Linked DNA regions of Macaca mulatta: region 1 is linked to region 2. The links are chromatin contacts, called in public Hi-C maps. All regions are on one chromosome and are shown on one strand. The core of a region is the stretch at or near the end of the contact, and the rest is flanking DNA. Distances in the headings are between cores, read along the strand shown.

Region 1 (6,803 bases), core at 763-3,262, 200 kb after region 2:
GGGACACAGCTTCCCCTTCCCAGGAATTGAGTGGGCATAGCCCCTTCCCCCTTTTCTCCATTTAAGAGGAGAGTGCTTGGGGCTTGAACCCCTTACCCCACTGCTGCTGACTGGGCAGGGCCCTGGACCCCTTTATTTGCACGTCAGGGGAGCCGGCTCCCCCCTTGAATGTACCAGACCCTGGGGGGGGTCACTGGGCCCTAGATTTTTGGGGGGTCACCAGCCACTCCAGGGGCAGGGACCATTTCTTCATTTTCTGAAAGCACTTTAATGATTCCCCTTTCCCCAAACTCCAGGGAATGGAGGGGGGACCCCGCCAGCCAAAACGTTCCCCCCTTTCCCAACCCCCATCTCCTCCTCTTCTAGCCCATGCCCTTCCCCGTGGAGGGAGGGAGCAGGGAGCCCTCACTCTCCACGCCCCTTGCTTGCATCTGTATATAGTGTGAGCAGCAAGTAACCCTCCTCCTCCCTCCCCCCACCCCTCCTCAATGTAGTGGCCTTGGATATCCTGTTTGTTAATAAAGACAATTCAACCAGCTCCCACCATGCAGGCCCCATTTTATTGCTTTCTCTCAGTCCTGTATACTAGGCAGAGAGCGCCTCCAGGGTGCAGAAGAAAGGGGCAGGGTGGGCTGGGATCTGCAATGAGTGAGCCTCATGGGGGTTGGGATGGGCAGTGCTGGGCCAAGAAAACCTAGAAGAAATGACTGCAGGAGGACCAGGGCAGCCTCAGCCCTAAACTTGTGGGCCAGAGGGCCACCGGCACTGAAGGGGTTTGGTTCCCACCAGCTCCAGCAGAGCCAGACCAGGGAAGAAGAGGGTTTCCTGGCTCCAGCCTCCCTATGTGCAAGTCCTGCAAAGGGGTCTCCTGTCTGGCTCTGAGATGAACAAAGGCAGCTCACAAGCTGGCAGCCTCCAGAGTCCCCTGGGGCTGGGCCTGAGAAAGGCTGGGAGGTCAGCAAGGCTGAATGAAGGGCAGTCCTTGCTTTCTGGAACACTGGCACCTGAGAGCCTGTGTGAATCGTTTCCTCCTGCTGACCCCTGGACTGGGGCCAGGCCTACACACACCAAGGGGTGGGCACACACCATTCTTCCTGTAAAGTTCACAAAATACAGATTGATCAGCCGTGGGAAGGGATCATAATGCCGCGGTGGCGGCAGCCTTTTTCAAAATCAGTTTCCTACTGGAGATGGGTGGGAAGTTGAAGTCGGTGCGCACTAAGGCTGGATACACGGCGGGTACGGGAGATCAGGCACTCGGTTGAAGTAGGCCCCGAGGAAGATGAGGCTGGAGCCCACGCTGAAGAGCACCAGAGCGGCCCAGAAGCAGATGTTGTCAAGGGCATTCCCCATGCGCACCCAGTCGGACACTTCCTGGGGAAGGGATGGCACAGTCAGTAAAGAGGCAGCTGCTGGAGCCAGCTGCATGGGAGACAGTGGGGGGCCTCTGCCGCGCTCCACCCGCCTCTGGCTCCCGTCCCACCTCGCCGGTGGCCTCCTGATCTCTCGTGCTCTCGGCCACGAAGTTCACGGCATCCACACAGCAGCGGACCTCGGGGGCGGCGGCGCCCAGGCTCTGGCAGAAGGCAGCTGGCGGGGAAAACACCGGGGTGGGCCGTTAGGAGCCTCCCCCGTGGCAGGCACCCCCCGCAGCCCGCCGGGCCACTGTGCTCACCCGTCCAGGTCCCGTGCCGGTGCCTCTGCCCCTCAAACACGAGCTCGCTCCGCGGCTTTTTTAGTATCAGCTCCTCCGCGCGGAGCAATAAGCCCACAGACGACGCCCGCCTTGGAGGCGAGGCGGCTCGGGGAGCCTCGGGGGGCGGCGGGGAGCCCAGCAGGCGCGGCAGCAGCTCCAGGAGAACCTGGGTTAGAGGCGGGGCTTAGGGGGCGGGGTTAGTAGTAAGCTCCACCCCCACCGGGCCGCACCGGCCCCTCCGCACTTACGTGGCGCAGCCGCGGGGACATGCTGTGGGTCGTGGGCGTCCGCAGGGACACGTTGAGCACGATGACGCAATTCATGACAATGAGCGTGGCGACCACCATGACGAAAATAAGGAACCTGAGAAGCCCACAATGCGTGACATCACCGCTCCCCCTCCCAGCTACGGAAGGTGCCACGCGCTCTCTGACCTCACAAACACGGCTTCTCCTGGCACGGGTTGGTTACGCCCTCCAGCTGCGACCCCTGCGCGATGACAGACGCATCCCCCAGCCCTTCTCCCGTCCTACCACTTGTGGCAGCCATGAAGGGAACCCCCAGCTCCCTGGACACCCTGATGTGGATCTACCACTTCCACAGCTCCACCGAGGTGAGGCTACGCCCGCCGAGGGCAGCACCTCGACACTTTCTGGGTAGGTCTCCTGCGCGCCCTGTGACCCTTGCCCTGCTACTGCTCTGCTCCATCTCCAGGTGGCCCTCCAGCCCCCACTTCTGTCTTCCCTGGAACTCTCCGTGGCCGCAGCCCATGAATATCTGGAGCAGAGGTTCAGAGAGCTGAAATCCCTGGAGCCACCGGAGCTGAATATGCAGGGGATGCTGCCTGCCCCGAAGCCCACCCTGGGGCTGGTGTTAAGAGAAGCCGCAGCCAGCCTCGTGAGCTTCGGCGCCACCTTGTTAGAGGTGGGGTACTGGGGGGCTCAGGATACGCGGCAATCTGGCAGCGGGAGCAAGGACCTCTGCCTCCCCGCTAACCCCTGTGCTCCCATTGCAGATCTCAGCCCTGTGGCTGCAGCAGGAGGCGCGGCGACTAGACAGCAGCGCGGGCCCAGCCCCAGACGGCGGGGATCCGGGTGCAGCTCTGAGCCGGGTAGCCCAGGCCGCGGGGCAGGGGACTCGGCAAGCTGGGGCTGCGATGGGCGCCGGCGCCCGGCTTCTAGTCCAGGGAGCGTGGCTATGCCTGTGTGGACGGGGTCTGCAGGGGTCTGCCTCATTCCTGCGACAGTGGCAACAGCAGCTAGGCCTCGGAATCCCCGGAGAACCAGTGAGCTCGGGATGCGGGGTGAGTTGGGGGCCAGAGGCGGCGGCGGCGGCGGCGGCGGGGCTAGGGAGGCACTGAGCCGGACCGTCCCTCAACAGAGCTACTCAGGAGACCTCCAGGTGACGTCCAGCAGCAGTGAGGAGGACGGCAGACCAGGGACTCCATCCCCGTCCCAGCCCCACCCGGCGTCCGAATAAAGCCCAGGGCGGGGCGAGACAGCCAGAGCTTCTCCCGGGGTCTCTGGGTTTTGGCCACGCCCCCACCCGACAACCCCCCTTGGCCCCGCCCTTCACACTGGCCACGCCCCCGCGGGGGTCACCGCCCAGACCTGCTCCGCCCTTACCTGCCCAGGAGCGGCACGCTCAGAGACGTCTCTGGGATTTTCTGGGCAATGAGGAACAAGAAGACGGTCTGGGCGAGCAGGACGTTGATGGAGACCGTGCATTTCTGGCCGCCGGCTGGAGGGAGAGCCGGTGAGAGCGGGCCCCGCCTCCCGGGAGCGACCCCGGGTTTGGGTGTGGGTTCGGGGCCACTGCTTACCCTGCGCCGGCAGGAAGTAGGCGAGAAGCACCAGGCCCGAGATGAGCACACAGGGCACGATGATGTTAATGACGTAGAACAGCGGCTTCCGGCGGATGATGAGCGAGTAGACGACGTCAGTCTCCCCTGGGCCGTCGGTGGCGCCACTGTCGTGGCGGCGGATCACCCCCGGGCAGTAATCGATGGCCCACTCGCCGTTCTCTGCGGGACGCGGGCAGGGTCAGCCGGCTGACGGCGGGCTGAAGAGGAGGCTGCGGCTGTCTGCACCAGGGTCATGGGCCGTCAGGGTGGGGGCAATTCGGGCAGAAAAGGGCATTCTCTTTGAGGGTATGGAAAGCCAGAAGGCAGGACTAGAGTAACAATCGAGAATGATTTCAGGACAGGGGTAAGCTAAACCCGGTTGCGGAAGTCATCCTCCAGTGGCATTGGTCTGGGGCAAGCCCACCCTGGAAGTCCCCTCTCTGGACCCCGTCTAGAAGCGGGTTTTTCTGAGCAGGCGGGGCTTCACCAGTATAGGCCTCAGTGTCGATGTCGATCTTGTTGATGGTCTCGCCGGAGTCGTCCACAGCAAAGGTGAACTCCACTTCTTCGGCATTGTACGTCTGAGAGCTGCGGAGCCAGGGCCGGGAGCCCACCCCACAAGCTCTGACCCGGGCCCCAGCCTCAGACCCTGCCCTGGAAGCTGGGATCTAGCGGGGCTGCGAGGCCCCACCCCTTCACCCAGGCCCAGCCCGCGCGCCTCTGTTCCCACCTCTACCTCGGACTCCGCTCCAGCGTCCCACCCTGTGCCTACAACTGGCTCCACCTCCAGCGCGAAGCCCCGCCCCGAGGGCGGTGCTGCCACTTGGCCCCGCCCACACACAGGCCCCTCCCATAACCGTCCGAGCCTCGGAGTAACTCTTCCCACCGGAAAATAAGCGAACAGTTCTGCCAATCGAAGGGGAAGTAGGTGACCTCCACGGCGCAGACGCTGCGGTAGATGGCCGGAGGCAACCACGTCACGGAGCCGTCCTCGTAGACCAGCACGTTGACGTCGTAGGCCACGCCGAACTGGCCATCAATACTGTGAGCTCGGGGAAACCGAGCTTTTTGCACAGATCTGCACCCTCTCGGAGTACCCCCCCTTCCCCAACCAAGTCCAGCCCGCACCCCAGGCTGGCTTCCCTCCAGCCTGGCATCCGGCCCGGTTCTCACTTGTTTTCCAGAACAATCTCTGGCAGCCACACGAGTTCTGAAGGGACTCGCAGAATTTCTATGCCCCCAAAGTCGTCCTTGCTGTAGTTGAGTCGGTAATCCTGCCAATCCTAAGGGGTGGGGGACGGAAGGACGCGTACCCTGCATCTCCCACCTGGCGTTGCCTGGGAGGGGTGTGGGGGAAAAGGAGTCCCCTGGACAAGACCTAACACTGTTCCCCAGATTTGACTCACGATTCCGATCCAGACGTTAGTGGTGAGAGTCTCCTCTTTTTCATTCTGCAGATGGGAGATGGGGATGATTGAAGTGAGATTTCAGGGCCAGAAGTGAGCTTTAGGACCAAGCTCAGCGGTTGGGGCCAGAAGTGGGGTTTTTGGCTTGTGATGAGGGTGGGGATATCTTACCAGTGAGATGAGATTCGTCAGGGTGACCTTGAGACTGATGGTGACAGTATCCTCAGGCTCCCGCACTGGCCGGCTTCCTGAGTCATAGTTGTCGAAGAGATGGTGATAAAGACGCAGTTCTTCGTTCTTCCCCACACCACTGCCTGCGATGGGGTCAAGCAGGAAGGGTCATTGGCAATAATGAAGAGGCTGAATTACCTCTCCTCTCTGCTTCCCCTGGGTCCTCACAGGCCTCTGAGGCTGTGTATTATCCGTATCTGTCTCCTAAACCAATTATACTGTGCCTGGAAACCAAATACTGTGTCTCAGTCTTCATCTTGGTCTCTGTCTTTGCCTTCCCAGTCCCTTTATGTCGGTATCTGTGTGACCAATTGCCTCTCACCCCGGCCCCTGTCCATACCGAGGAGCCCCAAGAGGAGCAGGACCCCAAGAGGAACCCCTGCCATCCTGCTGCCTGGTTCTCAGGATTATTCTGAGCTCTGGAAGGCTTGGAGGGGGCAGGCCAGGGTGCATGTGTGAGGGGGAGGAGGGTGTTAGTTCCGGGCTGTTAGGGGACTGTCACCTAATCCTCTACTCACTCCTGCTGCAGCTGGGGACATTTTGGCTGCTTCCAGAGGCAGCTGCCCCATCCTGTGTTTCCTGCCCCTGCCCCGCCCCAGTCCAGCGTCCTTTGCCTGGTCTTTGGCCAGCTCCCCAGCCACAGATGTGAGCCTCTCCTGAGAGGCACCTGCAACCACAATCCTAGTAGCAGAGGGTGGGAGACACTGCTTTCAACAGGCACTGATGTCCTTTGAGTAAGCTGCCCTGTGTAGGTGACCCTGCCCAATGAACACATCTGAGGATGTGACACACCCCTTGCCTCCCATTCTCCCCCATGTGGAACACACACTATCACCACCCAAGCTCACAATGCCTTTCCTGCCAGCAGAGTGGCAAAAATCAGCCTCCATAAAGACCTGATAAAGAGACAGGTGGTCACAGGCGATTGGCCCTGCGGTAACAGGGATGTCACCTAGCAAAGGAGATCATGTAAAGGGCCCACCTCCTTCCACAACCTGATCTCCAGGTTTGCCCATCCCCAGCCCCTCTGGATGTGAGCACCAACCGGAGACTTTGTTTCTCCTTGTCTGTCCCTGCTGCCACCTTGTGGTCACAGATGATAGTACCGTCTTCCCCATCCTACTCTCCTAAACACACACACACACACACCTGATGACACCTTAATTGATCCTTTCGATTTTTTTTTGAGTCTCTCTCTGTCGAGTTTCACTCTTGTTGCCCAGGCTGGAGTGCAATGGCGCAATCTCGGCTCACTGCAACCTCTGCCTCCTGGGTTCAAGAGATTCTCCTGCCTCAGCCTCCCGAGTAGCTGGGACTACAGGCACATGCCACCACGCCCAGCTAATTTTTGTATTTTTTAGTAGAGACGGGTTTTCACCATGTTGGCCAGGATGGTCTCGATCTCCTGACCTCGTGATCCGCCTGCCTCGGTCTCCCAAATTGCTGGGATTATAGGCGTGAGCCACTGCGCCCAGCCTCGATGTTTCTTTTTTTTTTTTTTTTGCAGGGGGTTGGGGGAGAGGATCTCATTCTGTCACCCAGACTGGAGTGCAGTGGCACCATCATATTTCACTGTAGCCTCTGAAACTCCTGGGCTGAAGCGATCCTCCTCCCAGCTTCCCAAAGG
Region 2 (6,725 bases), core at 2,763-5,262:
CTCGGCCTCCCAAAGTGCTGGGATTACAGGCGTGAGCCAACGCGCCCGGCCTTTTTTTTTTTTTGAGACGGAGTCTCGCTCTGTGGCCCAGGCTGGAGTGCAGTGGCACGTTCTCGGCTCACCACAACTTCAACCTCCCGGGTTCAAACGATTCCCCTACCTCAGCCTCCCGAGTAGCTGCAGTTACATTCGCGCGTCACCTCGCCTGCCAAATTTTTTGGTATTTTTGTAGAGATGGGGTTTCACCATGTTGGTCAGGCTGGTCTTAAACTCCTGACCTCCGGTGTTCCGCCCGCCTCGGCCTCCCAAAGTGCTGGGATTACAGGCGTGAGCCACCGCGCCCGGCGCAGGAATCAATAACTCTAGGTAACTTGAAATCACAGACTTTTTAAACTACATTTGCAACTTCAGAAATGATACGAGATGTGCGCCTTGCAAAAGCCAATTCAAACAGTATGGAAGGGCATAAAGTAAAAAGAAAAACTGCCCCTCGCCGCAAGGCCCTGCCCCAGTAGCGTCTATACTTTCCTAATATTAGTCTATGCACAAGCACATAAATGAATATTTTACAAGATTGGGGTCTGCGTGTGGCTTTTTTTCACTCATGACCTTCTTTATGCTGTTTTTTAAACTGTGTGGTATGAATGAAATGGGTGCACCATGATTTAATAATTCTTTTTTTTTTTTTTTTTTTTTTTTTTGAGACGGAGTCTCGCTCTGTTGCCCAGGCTGGAGTGCAGTGGCGCGATCTCGGCTCACTGCAAGCTCCGCCTCCCGGGTTCCCGCCATTCTCCTGCCTCAGCCTCCCGAGTAGCTGGGACTACAGGCGCCCGCCACCGCGCCCAGCTAATTTTTTGTATTTTTAGTAGAGACGGGGTTTCACTGTGGTCTCGATCTCCTGACCTTGTGATCCGCCCGCCTTGGCCTCCCAAAGTGCTGGGATTACAGGCTTGAGCCACCGCGCCCGGCCAATAATTCTATTGCTGAACTAATATTTCGAGGCTGCTCCAACTTTTTGCTAATGTGAACACTAGTGAACATGCTAATACCTCTATCTTTGTGTATTTTTGTGATTATTAGCTTCAAATCTAAGAGTCATCATTTTTCCTCTTTTTTTTTTTTTTTTTGAGAAGTCTTGCTCTGTCACCCAGGCTAGAGTGCAATGGTGTGATCTCAGCTCACTGCAACCTCCGCCTCCTGAGTTCAAGTGATTCTCCTGCCTCAGCCTGCCAAGTAGCTGAGATTACAGGCACCCGCCTCCATGCCCAGCTAATTTTTGTATTTTTAGTAGAGACGGGGCTTCACCATGTTGGCCAGTCTAGTCTCAAACTCCTGACCTCAAGTGATCCGCCAGCCTCAGCTTCCCAAAGTCCTGGGATTACAGGTGTGAGCCACCCCACCTCGCCCATTTTTCCTCTTATTGCCTTCTATCCAATCCTTCAAGTCCTGGCATTCTGCCTCCAAAATACATTAACCCAACAGCGTTCATTTTTCTCCATCTCCACTGCCACTCGGGTCCAAATCACCATTCACTCTCACCTAGTCTCTTACAATAGCCTCTTACAAAGCCTTCATTACTCTCTGCTTCCCTCTTAGCACCCTTGTAGTCCCTTCACACAGCAACCAAAGTGGTCTTTTCAAATGTAAACCAGTTCTTGTCACTCCTTGCTTAAACCCCTCTGTGGCTTCCAAATGTGATGAGAATGAAATCCCATCTTCTCACTGATGCCTACAAGAATCCACCCAATCTGACTCATACCCACCTCCCTGACCTCAACACATACCACAAGTACAACTTTCCTTCTCTCTTTCTATTCTTGAGCCAAACTAGGCTACTTTCTATTCTCCAGCAAAACCCATTCCCACATCAGAACCTTTGCACATGTTGCTGATTCTGCTGGAGAAACTGTCCTTTGATCCTATGTAACTGACACTATCTTGCCATCCTGAGAGGGCTTCTTTTCAGGTAGCTCCCACTCCAACCCCCATCAGCCTCCATCACATTTCCCTGCTTATAATTCATGTCATTACCAGAACTTTATTTGCTTTCTTATGTATTAACTATCTCTTTTGTCTAAAATACAAACTCCATGAAAGGGCTGTTGTCTCCTACACTATGCTCTTCCCATCACCTAGAAGAGTGCCTGGTACATAAAAGGTGCTGAAAAGATATTTCCCCAGGCGGGAGTGCAGTGGCACGATCACAGCTCACTGCAGCCTTGACCTCCCAGCTCAAGCGATCCTCCCACCTCAGCCTCCCTAGTACCTGGGACTCTAGGCACTAGTCACTATACTTGGCTCATTTTTGGGTTTTTGGAGGTTTTTTGTTTGTTTTGTTTGTTTTTGAGATGAAGTTTCGCTATTGTCACTCAGGCTGGAGTGCAATGGCACGATCTCAGCTCACTGCAACCTCTGCCTCCCAGGTTCAAGTGATTCTCCTGCCTCAGCCTCATGAGTAGCTGGGATTATAGCCTAAATTTCAACATGTTGGCCAGAGTGGTCTCGAACTCCTGACCTCAGGTGATCAGCCCACCTCGGCCTCCCAAAGTACTGGGACTACAGGTGTGAGCCACTGCACGCGGCCCCCTCTGCTTTAAAAACCACTACTGGTTCCTCGTGTCCTTCTGCGGGGCCCTCAGTCTCGCTCCTTCATCTGCTATACAAAATCCTCCACAACCTGTTCCAGGCTTCCCCACCAACACCACACAACAGGATGTGCCTTGTCTTTCTCTTTGGAATGCCCTGTCTTAACTTCTGCCCGGCCCGGCACGGTGGCTCACGCCTGTAATCCCAACACTTTGGGAGGCTGAGGCGGGTGGAACACGAGGTCAGGCATTTGAGACCAGCAAGGCCAACGTGATGAAACCTTGTCTCTATTAAAAATATGAAAAGTAGCTAGGCATTGTGGCAGGCGCCTGTAATCCCAGCTACTCGGGAGGCTGAGCAGAGAAGTGCTTGAACCTGGGAGGCGGAGGTTGCAGTGAGCCGAGATCGCGCCACTGCACTCCAGCCGGGGCAACAGAGCGAGACTCTATCTCAAAAAAAAGAAAACGAAAAAAAACTTCTGCACATCCTTCAGAAAGACTGTCCTCATTTGTTCTCCGCTCCACCCCCGCCCGGGCCGAGCGCTGTTAGTGGCTGTGTCTTCTGACTCAGACCTCTGTAATAGCATACCTGGGTAATACCTGTGTATGTGTCTCCTCAACTATTCTAGGAAGTCAGGGGCCATGGTAATTCATATGTGTCCCCATCGATTGGCATAGTAAATAGCATAAAATAGGCACGGATGGGTGGGTCGATAGATGGACCGATGGGTGCGAGCGAGTGAGTGAGTGGATGTTAGCTGGGATGGGTGGGTGAAGGAGATGGAGAGTCAGAGACATTGGAAAAGGGAACCCTGCGAAGATCAAATGTAGACACCAGGAGGAGCTGACACGCTGCGGTGAAGAAGCGGGAGGGCTGGCCACAGAAGGCGGTACGCTCCGCGTGGAGCAGGTGAGCCGCGCGCACTGAAGCAAGTATCACGCAATTGAACTGCTCACCCACGTGTTCCCCCCCACCATCCTCCTTCCCAGACGGCGCTTCAGCTCATTCCACCGCCCCCAACAGCCCGGTCGCCCCCACCGCCACTGAGAAAGCAAACAAAGGGGAGGAGACCCCTAAAGGTTCTGGATGCCGAGGGCCAATCGAAAGACTTAGATCCCCTGGAAGGCGGGAGCCTTGGTTTAGGGGGGCCCAATCGGTTTCAAGGGGTTGCGGCGGGGCGGGGAGATGGGCGGGAAGAGCGGGAGCGGGCCCCGCGCGCGGGGGAGGGCTCCCCGGCTGGGACGGAACGCGAAGGGTTGGGGGCGGAGCCAATGGCCCCGTGTGTCTGCTAGGAGAGGGCGGGCAGCGCCGCGGCGCGCGCGATCCGGCTGACGCATCTGGCCCCGGTTCCCCCAGACCAGAGCCGGGCCGGGAGGGAGGGGGAAGAGGCGAGAGCGCGGAGGGCGCGCGTGCGCATTGGCGCGGGGAGGAGCAGGGATCTTGGCAGCGGGCGAGGAGGCTGCGAGCGAGCCGCGAACCGAGCGGGCGGCGGGCGCGCGCACCATGGGGGAGAAACCCGGGACCAGGTAAGGGAGGTGGGGCCACGCGGCGGGGCATGGGCGGCGGCTCGGGGCGGGGGCTGGGACGGTCCCAGACGAGGACGCCGCGGAGAGGATCTGGGGGCCGGACGCCTGGGTCCCTAGGGACAGCCATCCGGGGCCGCACGCGCAGGTCCTCGAGGATAATGAGGTTGGGGGGAAATGCCCGGGCCCCTGCAGAAAGCGAGGCCGGAGGGGGATCAGAAAAACCGGTGTCGGGGTTCTCTCAGGGATGTGGGGCCAGACTACTGGGCTCTCCCGTGCCCAGGAGTCTGGGCAGGCTGCGATGCAGGGACGGAGGGAGGAGCAGGTGGCTGGCCCCGAGGGGTCGTGTACGGGGAGGCTGGATGCTGGGAGGGGGATCCCCTCCAGACTCGTGCCAAGCCAATGCAAAGCCTCCTGTCCAATATCCCCCAGGTAGTCGCGCTGCCCACACCTGTCCCGAGGGCCGGGTGGCTCCTCATCCAAACTTCTACCTTCCCCTGGGTTGCCAGGAGCAACAGCTTCATCTTGGGAGAGCCTGACCCTTCCTGAAACTAGATCGGATCCCTCTCCCTGGGGGTGGGGGAGGCAGTATTCACGCTGGGCGCGCGTCCACTCCCCGGATGTTTTCTGTGCAATCGAGGCTCTTTCCTTCCACTGATACCCCGAGTTCTCTTTTTTGGTCTCTAGCAAAATCCACTTCCTGTTGTGACTCAACACCCCCAAGGGGTAAGGGGTGAATGCCTGAGTCCCAGGGGAGCAGGAGCAAAAGACAGAAAGGTTGGGGCTGTAGGCCTCAACCCAGAGGGGATCGGGAATAGGGAATTGGTCCTGAGCTCTGGCTTGCTCTGCAAAGCATCATATCGACCCCACTTCCAACCTATAGAGTAGGAGAACCCAGGTTTCTGAGCGTCAAGTAGATGAGTATCAGAAAGAGATCATCAGAGAGATGATCGGTATCCTGGATTAGGGTTTAAACATCCCAGAGAAAGGGGAAGTTGCTGCCTTGTGGGAGGCCCCTGATTTCCGTTATGTGGTTCAAGGAGTGGGACAGATGGACCAAAGGGGACTGCTGACTTGACCCAATTTCCCTCACCTCCATCAAATTCTGGGCCACAGGAAATGGAGAGAATAGCAGGAAGTGTGAAAGGACATCTGCTTCAGCTACCCCTGCCCCCATTGGGCACCTCCCTGGTCATCCCCACACTCTGCCTCCTTGGCCAGCCTAGTATCTGCACGCTGCTCCTCCTCAGCCTGGCAGGAGGTGGCTGGGTTAGGATCCAAAGGGCAGGTGCCTTGCAGCTGCTCCAGGGCAGTTGCCCCAGAGCCACACTGCAGTTGGCCCACTGACTGTGGCTGTCACAGCCCTGTGCCAGGGCTCCTAATGGGAGGACACCCTGGGACAAAGAGGAAAACCAGAAGCAAAGGGGAGGGAGAGCCTGGATGATGCCACAGCACTCAGCCCCCAAGTTGGGACAAAAGATAGGATGTTTATTCTAGCTGCCACCGTATCGATGTTTATTCCCTTTTATTGGTTAGGAATACCTGGGGGCCTCCATACCCTTTACCTTATAATCTTTGGACAGCTTGGCTTTCTGGGAAGAAGGGACAAGTGAAGTTGTAGCAGAAACTGGGCCTATGGTAGAAACCATTTAGGGCCAAAGGCCAGAGTCATTGCTCTCCTATATGCTCCAGCTGTCAGAGCTGTAGACCAGATGGAAAGATGGTTAAGTCTTACCCAGATACTGCGGCAACCTGCCCATTGGGGTCCTCTGGGAATGGGGTGGTAGAGTTGGAGGAGGGATGGGCTAGTTGGCAGGATTTCACGTTCTGCTGTCTATCTGAGGATCCTTTCCAGGGATCACTGCTGAGGCAGAGTGGATTGGAAGGAGTAAGGTGATGCTTCAAAGAATAGGCTCACAATTGGCCATATCACTGGGATTGCCAAACACTTCCTTACCCTCCCAGCAGTGGGTGGAGTCCAGGCTTAAATTGTTTCAGCAACTGGAAAGCGAATACCCTTCAATTGAACAAACTATTGATGCCAGCTACAGAGACGGATAGTGTAATATTGATTGAGAGGATGGACTCGGAGCCAGACCGCCTTGGTTTCTATTAATTCCCACCATTTACTCTCTCTGTGACCTTAAAACACTTAACCTCTCTCTGCCTCAGTTTCCTCACCTGGAAAATAGAGACATTAGGACCTCCATCACTGGGTAGTTTTATTTTATTTTATTATTTATTTATTTATTTATTTATTTATTTGAAATGGAGTCTTGCTCTGTCACCCAGGCTGGAGTGCAGTGACGCAATCTTGGCTCACTGCAACCTAAGGCCGGGCGTGGTGGCTCACGCCTGTAATCCCAGCACTTTGGGAGGCTGAGGCGGGTGCATCACCTGAGGTCAGGAGTTGGAGATCAGCCTGGCCAACTTGGGGAAACCTTGTCTCTACTAAAAAACTACAAAATACAGGCCAGACGCAGTGGCTCAAGCCCGTAATCCCAGCCCTTTGGGAGGCTGAGGCGGGCGGATCACTTGAGGTCAGGAGTTCGAGATCAGCCTGGCCAACATAGGGAAACCCCATCTATACTAAAAATATAAAAATTAGCAGCCAGG

What was found. A called contact is a pair of places that touch in the nucleus more often than the background predicts.
Region 1: a contact with region 2 is called in a Hi-C map of CD4 T cells, with 7 times the contacts expected there. The contact joins the promoter of C16H17orf107 here to the promoter of ARRB2 in region 2. A contact is called at or near these places in 5 of 14 Hi-C or Micro-C datasets (CD4 T cells, blood, cortical neurons and 2 more).

The regions. Positions count from the first base shown.
Region 1 is chr16:6,438,994-6,445,796 of T2T-MMU8v2.0, forward strand. It overlaps C16H17orf107 (chromosome 16 C17orf107 homolog), which reads left to right and starts at 2,013. Exons shown (of 3, transcript XM_077970082.1): 1 at 2,013-2,309; 2 at 2,411-2,981; 3 at 3,077-5,412. The coding sequence starts at 2,193. The coding sequence ends at 3,117. It overlaps CHRNE (cholinergic receptor nicotinic epsilon subunit), which reads right to left. Exons shown (of 13, transcript XM_077970053.1): 2 at 5,117-5,259; 3 at 4,946-4,990; 4 at 4,713-4,822; 5 at 4,426-4,581; 6 at 4,027-4,127; 7 at 3,519-3,719; 8 at 3,322-3,436; 9 at 1,945-2,059; 10 at 1,676-1,862; 11 at 1,484-1,590; 12 at 1,186-1,374; 13 at 542-1,094. The coding sequence ends at 1,219. MINK1 (misshapen like kinase 1) reads left to right here. Exons shown (of 32, transcript XM_077969862.1): 32 at 1-538.
Region 2 is chr16:6,236,344-6,243,068 of T2T-MMU8v2.0, forward strand. ARRB2 (arrestin beta 2) reads left to right here and starts at 4,013. Exons shown (of 14, transcript XM_077970016.1): 1 at 4,013-4,134. LOC144335278 (a long non-coding RNA gene) reads right to left here. Exons shown (of 2, transcript XR_013406009.1): 2 at 4,010-6,313.